3 separate regions of the Mus musculus genome follow, and all the other regions are linked to region 3. A link is a contact called in public promoter capture Hi-C data. All regions are on one chromosome and are shown on one strand. Each heading gives the region's core, a stretch centred on a gene start, on an enhancer-like site or on the middle of the called end of the contact. The rest is flanking DNA. Distances are from core to core; before and after follow the strand shown. Region 1 overlaps Magi2 (membrane associated guanylate kinase, WW and PDZ domain containing 2). Region 2 holds the start of Magi2 (membrane associated guanylate kinase, WW and PDZ domain containing 2). Region 3 holds the start of Rsbn1l (round spermatid basic protein 1-like).

Region 1 (3,493 bases), core at 690-3,189, 1.4 Mb before region 3:
CTGGAGACTTGCCAATGTTGCAGGGTGAAGTAGCTTCCCAAGAAAGAGTCAGGAAAATGTATGAGGGGTACTAGGGCAGGGGTGCCTAGCTTTGGTTCCATTGTGTTTAAGAAGAGGCTGTAAGTGATAACAATACATGGCACCGAAGTCAGATTTCATCAGCATTACAAATCTGTACTTCTTCCTTCTGTATTCTTATGTGCCTCTACCCCTGTTAATGATGCTATACATTGAAAATTAATATATATAAATTTATAAAGACAAACAATGATAATGTGCATATTAGTACATAGTAATGTATGTGACACAGAATAGAATCCTCTGATCCATCATAACAAGAGCTTATATTTAGAGAGTGCTTATCAAGTACCAGGACATGAACAAATCGTGCTGCCTATTTACTGTATATTGCTATCTTCTGAGCCAAACAGCAGCCATCCTCAGGAGTTCAGCTGTGGCTATTCACAAACTGGACCATTGCCTAACCCTAGCTCCTCAAGAAAAGGAGGAGTTGGAAAGATAATGGGACTCTCACCTGAGTTTCCAGCTATTCCACTATTGTAAGCAATTCTACCCTTCTTGCCTATGGCCTTGAGAAGGAGATAAGATATATAGGCTGAGGAATGCCAGGGAGCAGAGGGACCATATATAGGGCTCTGTGAAAGCTGTCATCCTTGCTGATTAGAGACTGTCCAGTGCAGACTTACATGCAGCAGTACCCTACCCCATAAGTATCTGTTTACCTATGCCGTATAAGTAAGACAATAATTCTTGGTTCCCCAGTTCCCCAGAGTAAACTGTGGTGGAATAAAATCTCTTTGTTTTGGGGACATTAGAAATAGATAGACTTTATGCCTTCCATAGAGAAAACAATTTAGCAATAATATTCTCACTTAATTCTAATACAATGCTCTGCAACTATGTCAGTTGATAACTATTCTACTATTAAGTTAGACTGTCTGAGTTTAAAGTCACCTTCTTAGGAACTTGTGAAGTTGGGCCTGGAACACAGGTCTTTCTTACTGAAAACAAAGTCAGTCCTGTTTATCACCCCTAAGGTAAACCGCCTCAGCCTCTGGACAGCTCCATAAATCATCCAAAATGGTGGCCCACTTGGACTCTCATTGTTTACAGCCTACTTCTCACTAAAAATACAGCAGATGCCTATCAGCCTACTTCCCACACAGGTCTTTCTTCCCATTGCCTTTGCACTTACTGTGCCTTTTGCTGGGGCCAACCAAACCCTCACCTCCCTAACCACATGCTTAGACAAATGCATGCTTGTTCCCACATCCACTGTCTCCCTTCCTGTAATGAGGATGTCTTCATTGTTGTAGTTGGCCTTTGTTACAAAGTGGCTCAAGTAAGCATCTCTTCCCAAGTTCACTGTTTTTCTCTCCTAGTGGAATCTGAACCTTGCCTGGAAGCATCCTTATATTGTATGCCTGTTCTGCAAACGATTAAATGATATAAGATTTGCTGAGATTTATCCAATGCTTGTGCTAAGTGCTTACCATAAAAAGATAAACTAAAAAAAAAATTGGCTCCAGAGAGGTTAATCATATCATAACTGGAGATTCAAAAGCTTCAAATAATAGGCTAATAATTCAGTGAGCATACGCAGAATTCACCTTACAGAGAGAGACTGGAGTGAAATCCCTTTCTTTATTTCTAAGCAGCTTCCTCAGATATAGAGCACATGGAGGATTTGGGTGATCAAAGTTAGTAACTGACTCTGCCTCACATCTTAGATCTGCTAATTTTAAAAACCTAACGGATTTTGTTAACCTCACATGGCCCCAAGTCTTCTAAGAATTTGGGGTTGTTGGGTCTGGAGTAGGGCCTAGAGATACATGTATTTCATAGGCAGCCCTCCATCCTCCGGGGCCTCTGCTACCCGCCTATGTTTGAGTAGCTGCAGACCTGCTGCCTGGTTCAGAAGGAAATGTCTGTGCTTTGTGCTGGTGATGAATGTTAGTGAAATAGCACATATTTGCATACTTGCATAACTCGAAACTCAAAGTCAAGAGTCCTTTTTTTAAAATCAAACTAGAAGTTGAGGTTTGTGCCTTTTGAAATCACAGCTTCAGACATTGATTTAGTTTTCATTTATAAATCCTTCCCACCCAAAAGCACAAGGTACTTTATAAACATTAACCATGGGAGAAACATGAATCTTGACAAAAATACTGTCAACTGGATAAAATGTTTTTAGTAAATGAAAAAAAAATGTAATTCAGCCTTTCAAATTGAATTTCAAATGATATTTCCTGCTCTGGTGGTGTGCATCTGCTCCTGCGTCTCAAGTTCCAGGCATTAACTTGTACTTGGTTGGTCTCTCACACCTGCCAATGAATCTCTAGCTCCTTCCGTGTGAGTTGAGGCCACACACTATTTGCATTGCTATTTCTGAGAGAGACAGTTGGAATGCCCTGTTACCATCTCCCCACCTCACCCTGAAAGGACCTGAGTTTATGCTTTGCTGGTTGCCTCCACTCTTCCTGGGGAGCCTTATTGAATTTTGAATGTGGGTCAGCATCTATCCCCTGTTCTGTCACAGTCTGTTGAACATTATACATTTTATGGACTTCAGACACTGGAGATTTTGATAAAGGATATAAAAAGGAGTGTGTTCCTTCTTGCTCTGAAATTCTTCCTCTCCATGGAGTCTCTCGACAAGAGCTGTGGAGATCCACACCTCCACTCTGCTCTGTGTCGCTGCTCTGTACCCTGTCGTTGCTTTCTCTCTTCTTTCAGCTTTCCTACCCTTACATATTTCTGTTGTCCAGAACTTAATTTAGAAAATGACTTTAAAAGACTGGCTGGGTAAAGTTGTTTGATATCCAGGGGTCTTTCTGTTGTATACTGTACCACCATATGAAATTGACAAAAGGACTTAATTTGAATCTAAAAATTCAAGCATTCACTTCTCTCTGTGTGATCACAGGGTCTCTGAGAATGTTTCATGTGATATTTCATTTCAGATAGGACATAAAACAAGCACTTTTCTTAACAAACTTTAGGGAAAATTAGATCCCTTATATTTAGGCAATACTTATAAATTAGGCAAGTCCCTAATTTAGGTTGTTCTCTTTTTGGTATAACTGGATGTCTTTGTATCCCACAAAAATGTAATCCCCAGCATCAAGTAAACATGACAGTCACACTCGAATCTCCAAATATATAATAGCCCCAAATAGTATTTCTTGAACAATCCACTCCTGAAATTCTGTAAGAAAGTAGATCATCTTTCTAACAAATGATAGCATCATGCAGACTCAGCTACAGGGGCACCACTGAAAGCTGATAATTACTGAAATAAACCTGTATGTCCATCCAGGTGGAGTTGTTTCAATGTGCTCAGTCAAGGCATTTACGGTCAAATGCTTTAGTTTCTTCTAAAAGATAAACCCAGTGTTTAATATAAAGTTTGAATTTTCTACACTACTATCTAAGAAAGCTTCATTATTGATTCTCTACTCAGAAAGTTCTA
Region 2 (3,205 bases), core at 506-3,005, 1.7 Mb before region 3:
CCTTTGTAAAGATCTTCAGCTCTGACCTAATTTGCTGTCCTCTCCACGATGTGGGGGTGGGGCTGAAGAGGAAGAACCTACTGTTCAAAGCCAACAAACCTGTATGGGGCAGTCCCTTCCCTGCCTTGCCTGTCTGTCTTCTCAGTGCACCAGGCCCCACTAGTACTGTTACCCCTATTTAAAAGGAAACAACCAGAGAAAGGTGGAACAGCCTGCTAAACGTGGCACTCCTGAAAAGCCCCAGAGCCAGGATACACACCCCCTCTTTTCTGTCTGGGTCAGCTAAGCCTTTTGAACCGCCTTGCTTTCCTCCCACACTACATCCCAGACATCAAAGCTCTTAACTGCTGATAATTCCTTCCCATACTCTGATTTACAAAGATGAGTGGGTGAGTGGTTCCTTTTTTTTTTTTTCTTTTTGCCTGAAACATATTATTTCAAAGTTAAGCAAATGGAATGTAAGCTACGGAAACTCAAAAAGCACCACTCAGGGTTTGACTGGAGAAGTCAGCAGCCCTCAGCCCCCTGTGTCCTGCTTAGCTTTCCACCTGGCTCTAAATTTGGAGAAGGGGAAGGAGCTAGATGGGGGTACAGCGCTCCACCAAGAGCCTTCTTTTCTTTCCTGTAGCAGACTTGTTTGTCTGATTAACCTAAAACTTGACTCCTGTCCAGGTTACACTCACCATTTATATGTCTAGGCTCTTACTCCATTTATCTCCCTAACACCTACCCCACCGCCCCTCTCCACTCTTCAACTAGGGCAGGTGCCCTCCTCTATCCTGTCTCCACTCAATCCTCTTCAGTTTCTTCCAAGAGGACACATGGCCCTGCTCTGCAGATGTTATTTCACCTTATTCTTGCATCCAGGACGACCAGACTCCTTCCTCTAACTTTCCTCTATCGGAGGGGCACTTCTGAGAACTTTGCGAGGAATGAAAGACTGTAAAAAGTGGAGCGAGCCAATAGTGAAGTCTCTCCACGGGCTCCGCCTGCCAGGCCCTCTGCAGTTCCATGCTGGGACCCCGAACTCCAGCTTCCTTGTGGCAGGATGGAGCCCCAGAAGACTGTGCTGTAGATGGGCCACCAGGCTCGGCATCGGGTTCCCCGGATTTCTGCTTTGTCCAGTGTTGGGGTGTGGGCAAGTCGGGGCGTCCTGCAGGCTAGCAGCCCGGCTCACAGGGAAGCTGAAGACAGGTCCACCCAGGGATCCCGGCTCTCTTCACCGGCCTGCCCATGTCGGGCCTCCGCTCCCCTCCTTCCCGGCTCCCGCCTCCTCCCGCAGGCTGCAGGGCGGCCCGGGGCCTGCCTCTCCCAGCGCCTTCACTACCGGGTCAAGCCGCGGAGGGAGGGAGACGGCGGCGAAGCCCTCCCTGGCGCTCCACTCGGTGCGCGCGCCTCCTCCCTCGGCTCGCATCCCCCAACGCTCCCCCCTCCCCGCCGCCCGCTTGCATCCTGCCAGTACAGTACAACTAGTACACAGGCACACACGCGCACACGCGCACACACACGCGCTCCCTACCGCTGCCACTGCAGCTGCCATGGATATCGGCTAACAACACAGAGGCCGGCGAGCGCGCGCGCGCTCCCCACTCGCAGCACGCAGGAGTGGCCCCCGGCATCCCTACCCTCCTCCCCACCCCCACGCCACCCGCTCACCAGCTCGGCCACTGCTCGCGCTGGCTCGGCCGCCGCCACCGCCGCTAACGCCGCCAACGCCACCACAGCTTCCTCCGCTGCGGGGCCAAAGCCTTGAGTGTCATTCAAGGGACAGCACAACCTCACCCAAGCTCTCCTACCTCTGCCCAGCCGTCCCTCTCATCCTCCCCCTTCCTCCGCCACACTCCATCCAAAGAAGAGGGAAAGCGCGGAGCAGAGGGAGAGAAAGGCAAAGTCTGCCACCCTCTTCCCTTGGCCCCCTTGCTCCTCCATCCCGATTTTGACTCCCAGACCCTCCTTCCCAAAGGACCCTCTGGAACTGAGGCGACTCACCCTACTGCCATGTCCAAAAGCTTGAAAAAGAAAAGCCACTGGACTAGCAAAGTCCACGAGAGTGTCATTGGCAGGAACCCGGAGGGCCAGCTGGGCTTTGAACTGAAGGGGGGCGCGGAAAACGGACAGTTCCCCTACCTGGGGGAGGTGAAGCCGGGCAAGGTGGCCTATGAAAGCGGCAGCAAGTTGGTGTCCGAGGAGCTGCTGCTGGAGGTGAACGAGACCCCCGTGGCGGGGCTCACCATCAGGGACGTTCTGGCCGTGATCAAACACTGCAAGGACCCCCTCCGGCTCAAGTGTGTCAAGCAAGGTGAGCGCAGCTTGTTCGGTGCTCTGCCTGGCGGTGGGACCCCGGCGTGGGGATGGCATTAACAGGGTGGGCGCGGGTGTTGGATGGGTGTATGCTGCGCCACCGCGGGGTGGGGTCCAGAGAGCACGGTAACTGTGTTCGGAGCATTAGGGGGACCGGGACTGGGGGGCTGGCTGGCCGGCTAAGCCAGGTGGTACTGTAGCAGGCAACTTAGTTTGCCCAGTTGGACCCTCCCCTTTGGAAGATGCTTGGCCTTGTCTGACCTCCTCTGAGCTTTAGGCCAAATAGAATGTGCGCCAATGGCATGTCCACAGTGGACACAGAGCTTTCGGGGAAGGAGGAAAGCAAGGGAGGAGGAAGAAAGGAAGATGGAGCAACTTGAGGTGCAGAGCTGTCGCTAGAGAGAATGGGAGAAGCTCTGAATATTGGGGCAAGTGGAGACCCCTTGCAGGATATCCAAAACTAGTCTGGAGACACCTTGGTCCGTAGCGGTTCCCTAGGGATCACTGACGGGAGAGGAAGGAAAGGGACAAATTGGTTTGGACGCTTTGACCGGTAGTGTTCAGTAACTTTTTCCCTGCTTCACTCCTCGGTCTTTCTCCCCCGCCCATGGTCATGTCATGTGGGCACCGTGAGTCACGTGCAGACTGACTAACCCTAGAGATCGCCCCTGGCCAGCAGGCAGGAGGAGGGGCAGAGATTAAGAAGCGGGGAGCTGGGAGAGCTTTCTAATGTGGAAGGGGAGGCAGACTGCGGCATTACAAGGGTTCCCCTAAGTATTCTTCATTGACTGGAATTTTCTTATTGACTAGGATTTCTCTGTGGTTGGACTCTCCTCTAGCTCCAGACATGGGGGCGTGTTTGTGGCATAGAGGTGGATGGAGATGCAAGCTGGTCAACAGCCCA
Region 3 (3,313 bases), core at 125-2,624:
TTCCAACCCATATCCACTTTGTATTAGTCAGATCTCTACATATCCACAGATGACTAGAATGACCCCTCATTTTAAAGAAAATACGGAAAACTCTGCTAGCTTACATTACAAAAGAAAACTGAAAAACAGTTGGGAATTCCCCCCCCCCACCCCACCCCACCCCCGGCAGAAACACTCTGAAGCCACTTGATCTGGCCAAAAGACGTCAAAACATCCGATTTTATCATTTGCTGAACGAGAAAGAAAGAAGAAAAAAAAAAAAAAAGAATATGGCTGAAAGCTTCTGAAGGGTAGTATTTAAAACAGGACCACGCAAAACACTTTAACAATATGGAATGTGGGCACCTCAGAAACCGCACACTTGGTGCCCTGCGCACGACCTCATCTCCCTAGTAGGGATGAAACATCCTGGTCCCCGTGGTCCCTGGGAGCTTCCAGCTTCCGCCAATACACCCGACCACCCACTTTTTTTTTTTTTTTTTTTTGGACAGGATATTCTGGCGTTGGAAGCTGCGTCGCAAACATGAATTTCCTGCGATCCAGTCCGATCCCTTTCGTAATCTTTAAAAGACCTGTTCTCTTCTGCCTCCCCAGCCAAAAACACACCGGGGAGCGGGGTCCTCTAGACCCACTCCTTCACGCGCGTCCTGCTGCGCGTTAACTGGAAGGCGAAACCGACACCGAAAACCAGGAGTTTCAGCCATCCCCCCGGTCGGCGACCGAAACTCCAGGCTCCATTTACTTCTGGCCCCGCGGAAGGCTGCAGCCCCGCCGGCCGCCGGCGCTCCCCTCCCCCGCGCGGCACCCACCTCGCGGCAGCGGCTTCGCCTCGCCGTTCTCATCCCGGGCGGCGGCGCCGAGGCCGTGCTGCCTCCGCTTCTCCTTCTCGCGCTTCTCCTTGGGTCTGCGCGGCTTGGCGGCGGCCGGCGGAGCGACGGGCGGGAGCAGGACGCGGTGAGGCTGAGCGTGCAGCAGCGAGGGAGTGACCAGCAGTTTGCGCGGCAGCGGCTGAGACGAGGAAGCGGAGGCTGAGGAGACGCTCGGGCTGGCGGAGAAAGAGTAACAGCTCCGAGAGGTGGACGAGGAGGAGGCGGCGGGCCGAGCCGCGAAGCTCCACGCCGCCGGGCTGCCGAAGCTCTGGGGCTGCAGCTGCCCGCCGTTCCCGCCGCTGCCCCCCTCCCCGTTCACTCTCCGCGGCGCCTTCTTCTCCTCGGTGCGAACCTTCTTGGCAGACATAGAGCCCGGCGGCTCCCGCGAGGAAGGCTGTACTTTGCCAGATGCTTCCTTCTCAGAGAGGAGAGCCACGGCGCCGCGAGCTGGGTTCGGCGGTTCCGCCATTTTGCGCTCCTGTTGTATTTACTCTCCGCCGCTCCCCGGAGCGGGGGCGCGGGGCGGGGTGCCTAGGTCCAGGCCGAGCTCCCATTGGGCGCGCTAAACTGAGAGATCCCGGAACAAACCAATCAAAGACGCGGACAGAAGCCGTCGGGGTGGGGTCACCGAGCGGACCTTCATTTGGAGGTCAGAGGTCTTTTCGGCGCGGCTGATGGAGAGCTCGCTGAGAAGGGAGGATCTCCCGACCGTCGCTCGGGAGCCCCGAATCTGCCCGGACCGAGGTAGCGCTGCCGTTCGCTCAAAGACTTTGCCTTGTTTGTACCGCTCTCTCTTTTTACCTTGAGGTGGCTTGGGTCCCTTCTGCAGGTTCTGAAAAACGAGTTCTGGGTTGCTCGTCTCGGAGAAAATTTGTCGAGAGTCCGATCAGCAAAGGCAGAAATGGTGAAAAGTTGCCTTATTTTAACTAAGGTCGTAAAAGTTCGTACTTTAAAAGAGAGTTTTCTGCAGAGCTGGAACTTGGATCACTTCCGATCGTGAAGATAAAAATCACCCACCGTTTGGAGGCTTTAAATTGAGCTTGAGTGCTAAAGGTTTTCACTTTAATTATTCTTTAAACGACACCAGGAAAAAGCCACTAGCGGTGTTTGTAAATGTTTGAAAATGCAGTTAGAGTTCTGTATTTCAGAGTCAGCGCTATGAAACTTCGCCAAGCATGTACCTTGATTTTTATCTCAAAAGATAAGGAATTTGGGGGAATGGGTTACAACACAGTTCAAGCTTTAGACAAGAGCATGCCTTAAAGTCTTAGATCTTTTGTGAGATTAGAATGTAAAGATAACACATGATCATATTAGCTCAGCAAGAAAAAGGAGTTTTCTGATCCCCTAAGAGGGACATTAGCAGTTACTTTCCGCAGCTAACAGTTGCCTTTCAGGAAACTGCAATGGTCTGTTGTTACTCCTCTTTTACTCCAAACCCACTTCTTTAGGACTCGGTGAGGGGAACACATCAAAATCTAACGCTGTTTGTAAATACATTTTTCTTTTTTTGGTTGGTTGGTTGGTTCGTTTGTTTTTTGAGTCATAGTCTTCCAATATTGTCCTGGCTGTCCTGTAAACCAGCCTGGCCTCGAACTCAAATCTTCCTGCATTTGCCCAACTCCCTTTCCCCCAGTGCTGGAATTAAAGAAAGGTGTGTACCACTGCATCTGTCCTCATTGTTTTTAGTTTTTAGAAGTAAATTGTTAATATATAGAGTATTCCCTGAAGCTAGACCCAGAGAGACAAATTTTGCATATTTTCTCTAATGTGTGTAATCTAGTTTTAAAAACACACACACAACATAAAAATAGAAGGGAAATGGGAAAAAGAAAGGTGATGAGCATAAGAAAGAAAGTCACTTCATCTCCCTCACCTGGGAATGAGTATGTCTACATCCAGGGCAGGGGATGAGGGAGTGGTGGTGTGACTGAGCAAATAAGGGTACAACATGGAAAGTGTTGGAATGAAACTGAACGCTAAGTAAGAAAACAAAAGGAAAAGGGGTTTCCTCTCTAGATTATCTAATTGGGACATTCATAACAGTGTCAGTTAGTCTAATGATTTTTTTTTAATTTTTTCGGTTTTTGAGACAGGGTTTCTCTGTATAGCCCTGGCTGTCCTGGAACTCACTCTAGACCAGGCTGGCCTCAAACTCAGAAATCCGCCTGTCTCTGCCTCCTAAGTGCTGGGATTAAGGGTGTGTGCCACTGCTGCAAGGCTCTAATGATCTTTTTAAAATGCATTTTTCTATTTTTTTCTCTTTTAGAAAGCATTTGCTTGTGCAGAGGGGAACAATGTCCGGGAGCAGAATTAATGATCTATTAAATAAAAACACATCTATGTTATGTCTGCATGGCAAAAATTAAATATCCAGCCAGACAGTGGTGGCTCACGCCCTTAATCCCAGCACTTGGGAGGCAGAGGCAGGCAGATTTCTGAGT

What was found. Promoter capture Hi-C pulls out the DNA fragments that hold promoters and counts their contacts.
Region 1: a contact with region 3 is called in a promoter capture Hi-C map of hippocampal neurons, with 4 times the contacts expected there. The contact joins the enhancer-like site here to the promoter of Rsbn1l in region 3. A contact is called at or near these places in 5 of 39 promoter capture datasets (frontonasal cranial neural crest, hippocampal neurons, liver and 1 more) and 1 of 115 datasets of contacts at active chromatin or transcription factors (astrocytes).
Region 2: a promoter capture Hi-C map of cranial neural crest shows a contact between it and region 3. The contact joins the promoter of Magi2 here to the promoter of Rsbn1l in region 3. A contact is called at or near these places in 2 of 39 promoter capture datasets (cranial neural crest and hippocampal neurons) and 1 of 115 datasets of contacts at active chromatin or transcription factors (astrocytes).

What each region holds. Positions count from the first base shown.
Region 1 is chr5:19,544,727-19,548,219 of GRCm38.p6, forward strand. All of the region lies in intron 1 of Magi2 (membrane associated guanylate kinase, WW and PDZ domain containing 2), which reads left to right. Among named protein-coding and RNA genes, the nearest start is that of Gm25335, 31 kb to the left of the region's middle. Within about 2 kb of position 1,940, at least 12 of the 459 cell types and tissues checked have an H3K27ac peak or open chromatin away from gene starts, as enhancers often do. A contact at or near this core is called in hippocampal neurons, where this site is marked.
Region 2 is chr5:19,225,291-19,228,495 of GRCm38.p6, forward strand. Magi2 (membrane associated guanylate kinase, WW and PDZ domain containing 2) reads left to right here and starts at 1,756. Exons shown (of 23, transcript NM_001170746.1): 1 at 1,756-2,299. The coding sequence starts at 1,999. It overlaps 4921504A21Rik (RIKEN cDNA 4921504A21 gene), which reads right to left and starts at 1,265. Exons shown (of 3, transcript NR_102342.1): 1 at 851-1,265.
Region 3 is chr5:20,950,448-20,953,760 of GRCm38.p6, forward strand. It overlaps Rsbn1l (round spermatid basic protein 1-like), which reads right to left and starts at 1,375. Exons shown (of 8, transcript NM_001080977.1): 1 at 810-1,375. The coding sequence starts at 1,338. It overlaps A630072M18Rik (RIKEN cDNA A630072M18 gene), which reads left to right and starts at 542. Exons shown (of 1, transcript NR_030699.1): 1 at 542-3,313.